Regions from separate parts of the Gossypium hirsutum genome. Here region 1 is linked to region 2. Evidence: chromatin contacts called from public Hi-C data. All regions are on one chromosome and are shown on one strand. The core of a region is the stretch at or near the end of the contact, and the rest is flanking DNA. Distances in the headings are between cores, read along the strand shown. Region 1 holds the start of LOC107931072 (uridine kinase-like protein 3). Region 2 has its middle 6.0 kb from the start of LOC107931098.

Region 1 (3,541 bases), core at 748-3,247, 33 kb before region 2:
TAATGTTTGGAAAAATATTTTCCTATAGTTTCAATAATTAAATTATGATATTTTTTTTATAGTTTTAGAAGTTCTTGAAAAAAAATTAAACTTATCCTTAAAAATTAAATTTATTTTAGCTATAGTTTATTAAATTGGGATAAATATAAAATTTGATACATAAACTTTGATTTGATGCAATTATACATATGAAACTTGAATTGTAGTTCATATATATCTACGAAACTTTGATTTTGATTCAGTTGTATACATTTAAAGAAATGAATACATATATTTATTTTCATATTGGATTGATATAATATATTTGTGTATGCAATATATTAACAAAAAATCGTGTTAATTCAATTATAATGTTACTGTTTTGTGAAATTTGAATAAAACCAAAATTTTATTTATATAAAAATAAAAAAAATTAAAATTTATATATAATTTTAATATTTATCGTAATTACTCGCTTCATCATCCCATTACTAAATTATGGAATAATAAAATCTTATAATTATTTTAATGATTAAAAAAAAATAAAAAATTATTTAAATAAACAATACGTTTAATTACATAAAAATAACGGTAACGATAAAATTAAATATCGCAGTCAAAATAAATCCCATCCAGAGGAGCCATATAGAGAAGGCGATGAATACGGGAAAGACAGCTGTGAGAATAATAATTGAAGATTCGATAGGGAGTAGGGACCCACCTTTGAAAGGAAACACCCAGCCGTTGAAGAATGGGCCATACACCTGCCACTGGGGCCCACTGCTAACTGAAATAAAATCTACACCAATCAAATCCTTCATGTTTTCCACGTGTACTTCCCTCTCAAGGGGGCGGTGCTTTTATTGAGATGGTAAATGAGTTGGCTGAATTTTGAATAATATGTCGGATTTGAAATGGTAAAATTGCTATAGAGGCCCATATATTATAAGTTTAATTACATTTTACTCTTTTTATTTAAAAAATTGAATAAATTAGTCTCTGTATGTGATATAAAAGAACAAATTAATCTTTTTGTTAAAAACTAATCAATATAATAATTTAAATATATAGATATAACTGACCTTTTGCATAAATTACTCGAAATTGATAAAAACTCAAAAAACAATCACCTAGACTTGAGATCTGAAATCTAAAATGTAAAGAACTAAATTTCTAGAAATAAAAATATAAAGATTAAATTCTAAATTGTCGAGAAGTATAACAACTTATGATATATTTTAACCTAAACTAATTTACTTGGTGAAATGGAGGAGTTAAAGCACATGTTCTTTTGCATATGAAAAGTGAGTGACTTTGAATGTAATTGATTGTATATATCCAATAGAATTGATCTATATATGGTAAATAAAAGGATAAATTATAAAAATAGTCACTTTTTGTTTGCTTAAGATTATATTTTAATTATTTATATTTGAAATGTTACGTTTTAATCACTTACATTGTTGTTTTCTTACGAAGTAGTCATTCTGTCGTTAAGTTTCGTTACCTTCCTAACAACAATCCTACGTGGCAGTTCAAATGGGTTTTAAATGCCAACTTGCCAACTTGGATGTCCAACTAAGGTGATAATAGTTTTTTAGTCAAAATGAAAAAGAAAATTAAAAAGAGACGAACGATTTTTGTTTTCAAGTTCAAGGTGTAATTAATTTAAAATTTTTAATTAATTAAATTTATTTAATTAAAAACCTATTGTCGTCCCAATTGAACATCCAAGTTGGTATTTAAAACTCATTTTGATTATCGTTAGGGAGGTAACGGAGTTTAACAATAGAGTAACCACTATGTAACAAAACAATAACGTAAGTGACTAAAACGTAATATTTTAAACATAAATGATTAAAATATAATCTGAGGCAAACAAAAATGATTACTTTTATAATTTACCCAAAATAAAAATATCATTTTGATTAAAAATTAAAACTTTAGGGTCCAAAATGCAAATTCAAATTCAAATACAAATTGCTTACACAAAACCTCTCACTCACTCTTAAACTGTATAAATACCTTGAACTAAAATCAATTTCCCCATACATCTCACCACCACTCTCTAAAAAAGAACATTTTTTTCCCTCTCCCTCCCTCTAATAATCCATTGAATCTGGTAATTTCAATTCAATAAATCCTCATTTTACTAGTTAATCTTTTTTTTTACTTGGTTTTTTCTTTGTTCTGCTTTAAGTGACCTAGTAAATATATAACCTTTGCTTGAAATTCACTATTTTCTCTTTTGTTTTTGCTTGTGTTTAGTGTGTTGATTTTGATCTGGGTATTTTTAATTCTTTCAAAAAGTGTTAGGGTTTATGAAGAGATTATATAGATGCTAGATTCACCTGATTGAAGCTAAGACTCTTGTTTTTTGGTGGTGGATTTTACTTGAATGTTGTTAAGTATAACTCTGTTTTGTTGTATTAGAGATTGGATTCATGTGTGGTGCTTGTGTTTGAATGTTTGTGAGTGATCTTTATTGGGGTTGTTTCTATGATGATTCAGCTTCTTAATGAATTTACTGTAACGGGGTTGTTTGCAACAGGGATTTAAATTGCGGTCGCGGTCGCGTTTTCGGTCGCATTGCGTTTATCGCGGTTGCGGACATAACGGATGCTATTGCGGTCATTGCAGGTATCGCGGTCGTGAATTTTACATTACTTATTGTGTATTGCGGGTATAGCGGGTTTCGGCAGTAGCGGTTTCGGACGGTGCCGTTACCGCTATATAACGGCCGCTATTTCGGTAACGGACCGCTATTTTGCAATATGAATGGACTAAGATTCAATTCAATCAAGCAAGATAGTCCATGTTGGATTTAGCTTATATAATATTCTATCTCATATATTTGTTTTCTCTTATATTATGTGTAGGCTTAAGGATATGGGTTCTGCAGCAGTTGAGAATATGATAGAGGCTTCTTCTGGGGTGCATTTTTCTGGGTTCCACATGGATGGTTTGGATTCTAGACATATCAAGAAGCCTATGATTTCACCGGCTACTGAAAATATGCATAATCAACCTTTTCTTATCGGTAAGTTCAAAAATATTGTTCTTGTATTACTTATGTTGTTTTTTAGATGCAATAATGATCCAAAGTTGTTTAAGATTGATGAAAAAAACTCTATGGACATCCAAGCACCTCTTTAATTTTTATTTTTTGAAGAAACGATTACCATAATAGTATATAGTATTTGTTGAGGGTGGATTGGCTCCTTTGGGAGAAGTCTTCGAAGAGTTGTTCTTTAGAACCCTGAACCCCCAACAATCGAAGATATTGTCCCCGTGTTCGGGTTTTGCCCTCAGCTTCTGTGAAGAGCCGGTTCGCAGATGGGAATGCCTTAGTTGGTGAAGATAGGTACGGGCAAGACTCAAGAAATGTGTCAATATAGGGTGTGAGAATAATAATGGAGGGACCTGGGCGCGGGCAGGATGGCATGAACCACCAACCAAGGCTTAATGGCAACATGTTTGCAAACATGGTACAACTTGCCTAGAGGACGACACTTTGAAGACTTCTCTCGAAGAGTCGATATACCCTCAACAATTTTCTACA
Region 2 (3,118 bases), core at 337-2,836:
GATGGTCTATACATCATGGTGGGTTTGGGCCAAAAAACTCTTTTGTAAGCAAAGATTTTAGTTTTGGGCTTAGAAAGGAAATCAGCAAGAACATTTTCCTTTCCTTTTATGTACTTGGTGTCGAATTTGAATTGTGAAAACCATTCAGCCCATCAAAAGAGTTGAGGATGAGGGACTATTTTCTGTTTAAATTTGAGTATTTTGGGAAAAGAAGACATGTCTATTTCAACAAGAAAATGATATCCTGTAAGATGAAATTTAAATTTTGTAATACCTTTTTTGACCGCCAGAATCTCCTTGAAAGTAGAGTGGTGCTTCTGAGAACCTTCCACTTTTGTAACCACAGATATGTCTCTTGCCATTTCTTTCTTCAAATAAAATTGCACTCCAGTATTTGTCACTAGCATCTGTCTGTAAGATCCTTTTCCCATTAGAAGGAATTTGGAGTGGTGGCAGATTTTGCGTCAATTCTTTTAATCTTTGAACAGCTCTGGTTTGAGAGGATAACCATGATGGAGGTTCCTTCTTAAGCATCTTTCTCAAGTGATTAATATACTTAAAAACTTTAAGAATAAAATCTATAAGATAATTAACAATCCCTAAGAATTGTTGTACCTCTAACAGAAATATTCTTGAGTCTTTGACCTTTAATCTGAAATACGAGGGTGATATGGTCTTTGATCACAGTAGCATGCAATGCTTGGTCAAGCTCGGCTGGGATGCATTCAGTCAAAGTGTGAGTCAAAGACCAAGCACTACATGCTACTATGATCAAAGACCATCTCAGCCTCATATTTCAAATTGAAGGTCAAAAGCTCAAGAATATTTCTGCTAGAATCGAACTCCAGATTGCAATCTTCCTTTCCCTCCCTTTTCTCAATCATTCTTAATCTAGCTTTTTGGTTCTCTTCGAGTTGATTTAATGTTTTAGTTTCAATCAGCCTTGTAGTTATGCTTAATTTTTATACGTTAAATTTCTCATTGCCTTTCTGGTCACTTCAGGTTCCTATGGCAAGTGGAAGTGGACGTACAAGACAGTCACTCCTACAAAGGCCATTGCAAAATCAGTTGTAAGATGAAAAATCCATGGCCTGTGTATGTCAGAATTTCAAATTGATGCTCATTTATGGTTCCTTGTATAACTTTTTATACTCAATTTTTGAAAATAATATTACAGGTGTATCTACTGAAGCCTAGTAATGTGGCCCCAGAGCACTTTGAGAAATTGGTCAACCTCTTGGATTAGTTAGTTTACCAACATTTTTAAATGCTTTAGTACTGCTTTTAAGTTATATGTTCTACTCAATTGGTTCTATTTATTGCTTCTCATTTCTGTTTTTTATTTGTTTTATTTGCAGATATTAGTATATTACCATCCCTCTAATGGTGGTAGGTGGACATATTCATTGCGGGGTTTTGTTATATTTGGTGATTACATTTCAATACAGGTCAGCATGGGTCGGGTTAGCTGGGTCGTCTGAAATATGAGAGGGTTTAGGTAAAAATATAGGCTCGAAAAATGGGTTTGGACAAAAAAATAAAGCTTGTTTAAAAAACAGGCCGGGCCTCGAGTAAGACATTTTTTGCCCGGGCTCGGCCTGAATTAACTCAAGGAAAAAAATATGATTTTTTAAATATGATTTTTTTGTTATTTTCTCCCTATTTTGCTGCCATTTTACTATTATGTTGCTAGTATTTTGTTATTATTATTTAGATATTGTATAAAACTTATTTTATTGTTATTTTTATTATTATTTTAAAGATATTTGTTTGTTAAGTTGCATCTATCTTAGTGTTATTTAAGTATACATATTTTTTAAAATTTATTTTCAATTTGTTGGAAAATATTTATTTTGATATTTTTAGTATTTTTTATGTATTATATATATTTTAAAATCATATAAAAATAATATAAAAATTAATATGAGTGGGCTAGGTTGAGCCTGAGTTTTAGTATTTTTATCCGGGTTGGGCTTGGACAAATTTTAAAGCTCATTTTTTTGGACCAGGCCTGAGTCTAACAAAACAAGCCTAATTTTTAGTCGAGCCCAACCCAAACACTGGCCGACCCGACTCATGCTCACCTCTACATTCCAAAAGCACTTACAGCATGAGCAGCAGTAAGAATCTTCTGACAACATTGTGTATGTCTTTTGTATTTGGAAATTGGGATGTGTTCCACTTATATGCTGCGATTCCAGGAACACAGATAATGATATTCAGACTGAGCTTTACTTGGGAAAATTAGAAAGGACTGCTTTTGTTAACGTGCTGCTGAGGCTAATTGATCGTGGTCAGCATAGCAAAAGCGAACATCTTTCTAAGACTGTTGCTACATTAAAAAAACAGAATTCGATAATTATCTTAATTAGAGGGACTAAATTAGAAAATAGAATTCGATAAATTAAAATTAAAAAAACTCTATTTTAAAATGTTCTTAAATTTAATTTTCCTTATTATTATTCATTAATTTTATTCAATTAATCAATCCTAACTAAAATTAAAATATTGTTAAATAAAAATTAATCCATTTATTAAAATAAAATAAAATAAAATAATCTTTAGCTCACTCTTTATAATAATCCTAACATAAATTAGCTTCTTTGATAATAATCCTAATATAAGTCAACATATTTAAATAAGAAATTTACCCAAAACATATAACCCAATTTACTCTTCTTCTTCTTCTTTTTTGTTCTTTCATCATCATAGGGTTTTCATCCATCTAAGTAGTAAGCTGTATTCTCGTTTTATAGCTCCATAAACTTGTATACATGGAGATGAAGAATAGACAAGAAGATGAAGAAAGTAGCATCTTGTCGGAGCTTCCCGAAGACATCATGGTTGAAATCCTTGCTAAAATCCCAACAAAGTTTCTCTACAAGTCATTCAGGTGTGTATATAAATCATGGTATCGATTGATAAGTAGCACCGAGTTCATGAACAAGACTGCCATTCATCATAAACAAGGAATATTCATCCAATCCGTCCGGTACTTTCGTAGTACTACCAACACAAGTTTCTTGCAGATGGATGGTCTTAACTTCAACTTAACTAATTGTTGGAGCAAGAGGCAGCAGCAGCAAGCTTCAACAGAATGCTTGTTTTGAAGTCTCGT

What was found. A called contact is a pair of places that touch in the nucleus more often than the background predicts.
Region 1: a Hi-C map of fibers shows a contact between it and region 2, with 1.7 times the contacts expected there. The contact joins the promoter of LOC107931072 here to the enhancer-like site in region 2. A contact is called at or near these places in 5 of 34 Hi-C or Micro-C datasets (fibers, leaf and seedling).

The regions. Positions count from the first base shown.
Region 1 is chrA04:367,795-371,335 of Gossypium_hirsutum_v2.1, reverse strand. LOC107931072 (uridine kinase-like protein 3) reads left to right here and starts at 1,997. Exons shown (of 16, transcript XM_016862859.2): 1 at 1,997-2,101; 2 at 2,531-2,619; 3 at 2,859-3,019. The coding sequence starts at 2,869.
Region 2 is chrA04:334,614-337,731 of Gossypium_hirsutum_v2.1, reverse strand. No RefSeq gene overlaps it. Among protein-coding and RNA genes, the nearest start is that of LOC107931098, 6.0 kb to the left of the region's middle. Within about 2 kb of position 1,586, at least 1 of the 9 cell types and tissues checked has an H3K27ac peak or open chromatin away from gene starts, as enhancers often do. A contact at or near this core is called in fibers, where this site is marked.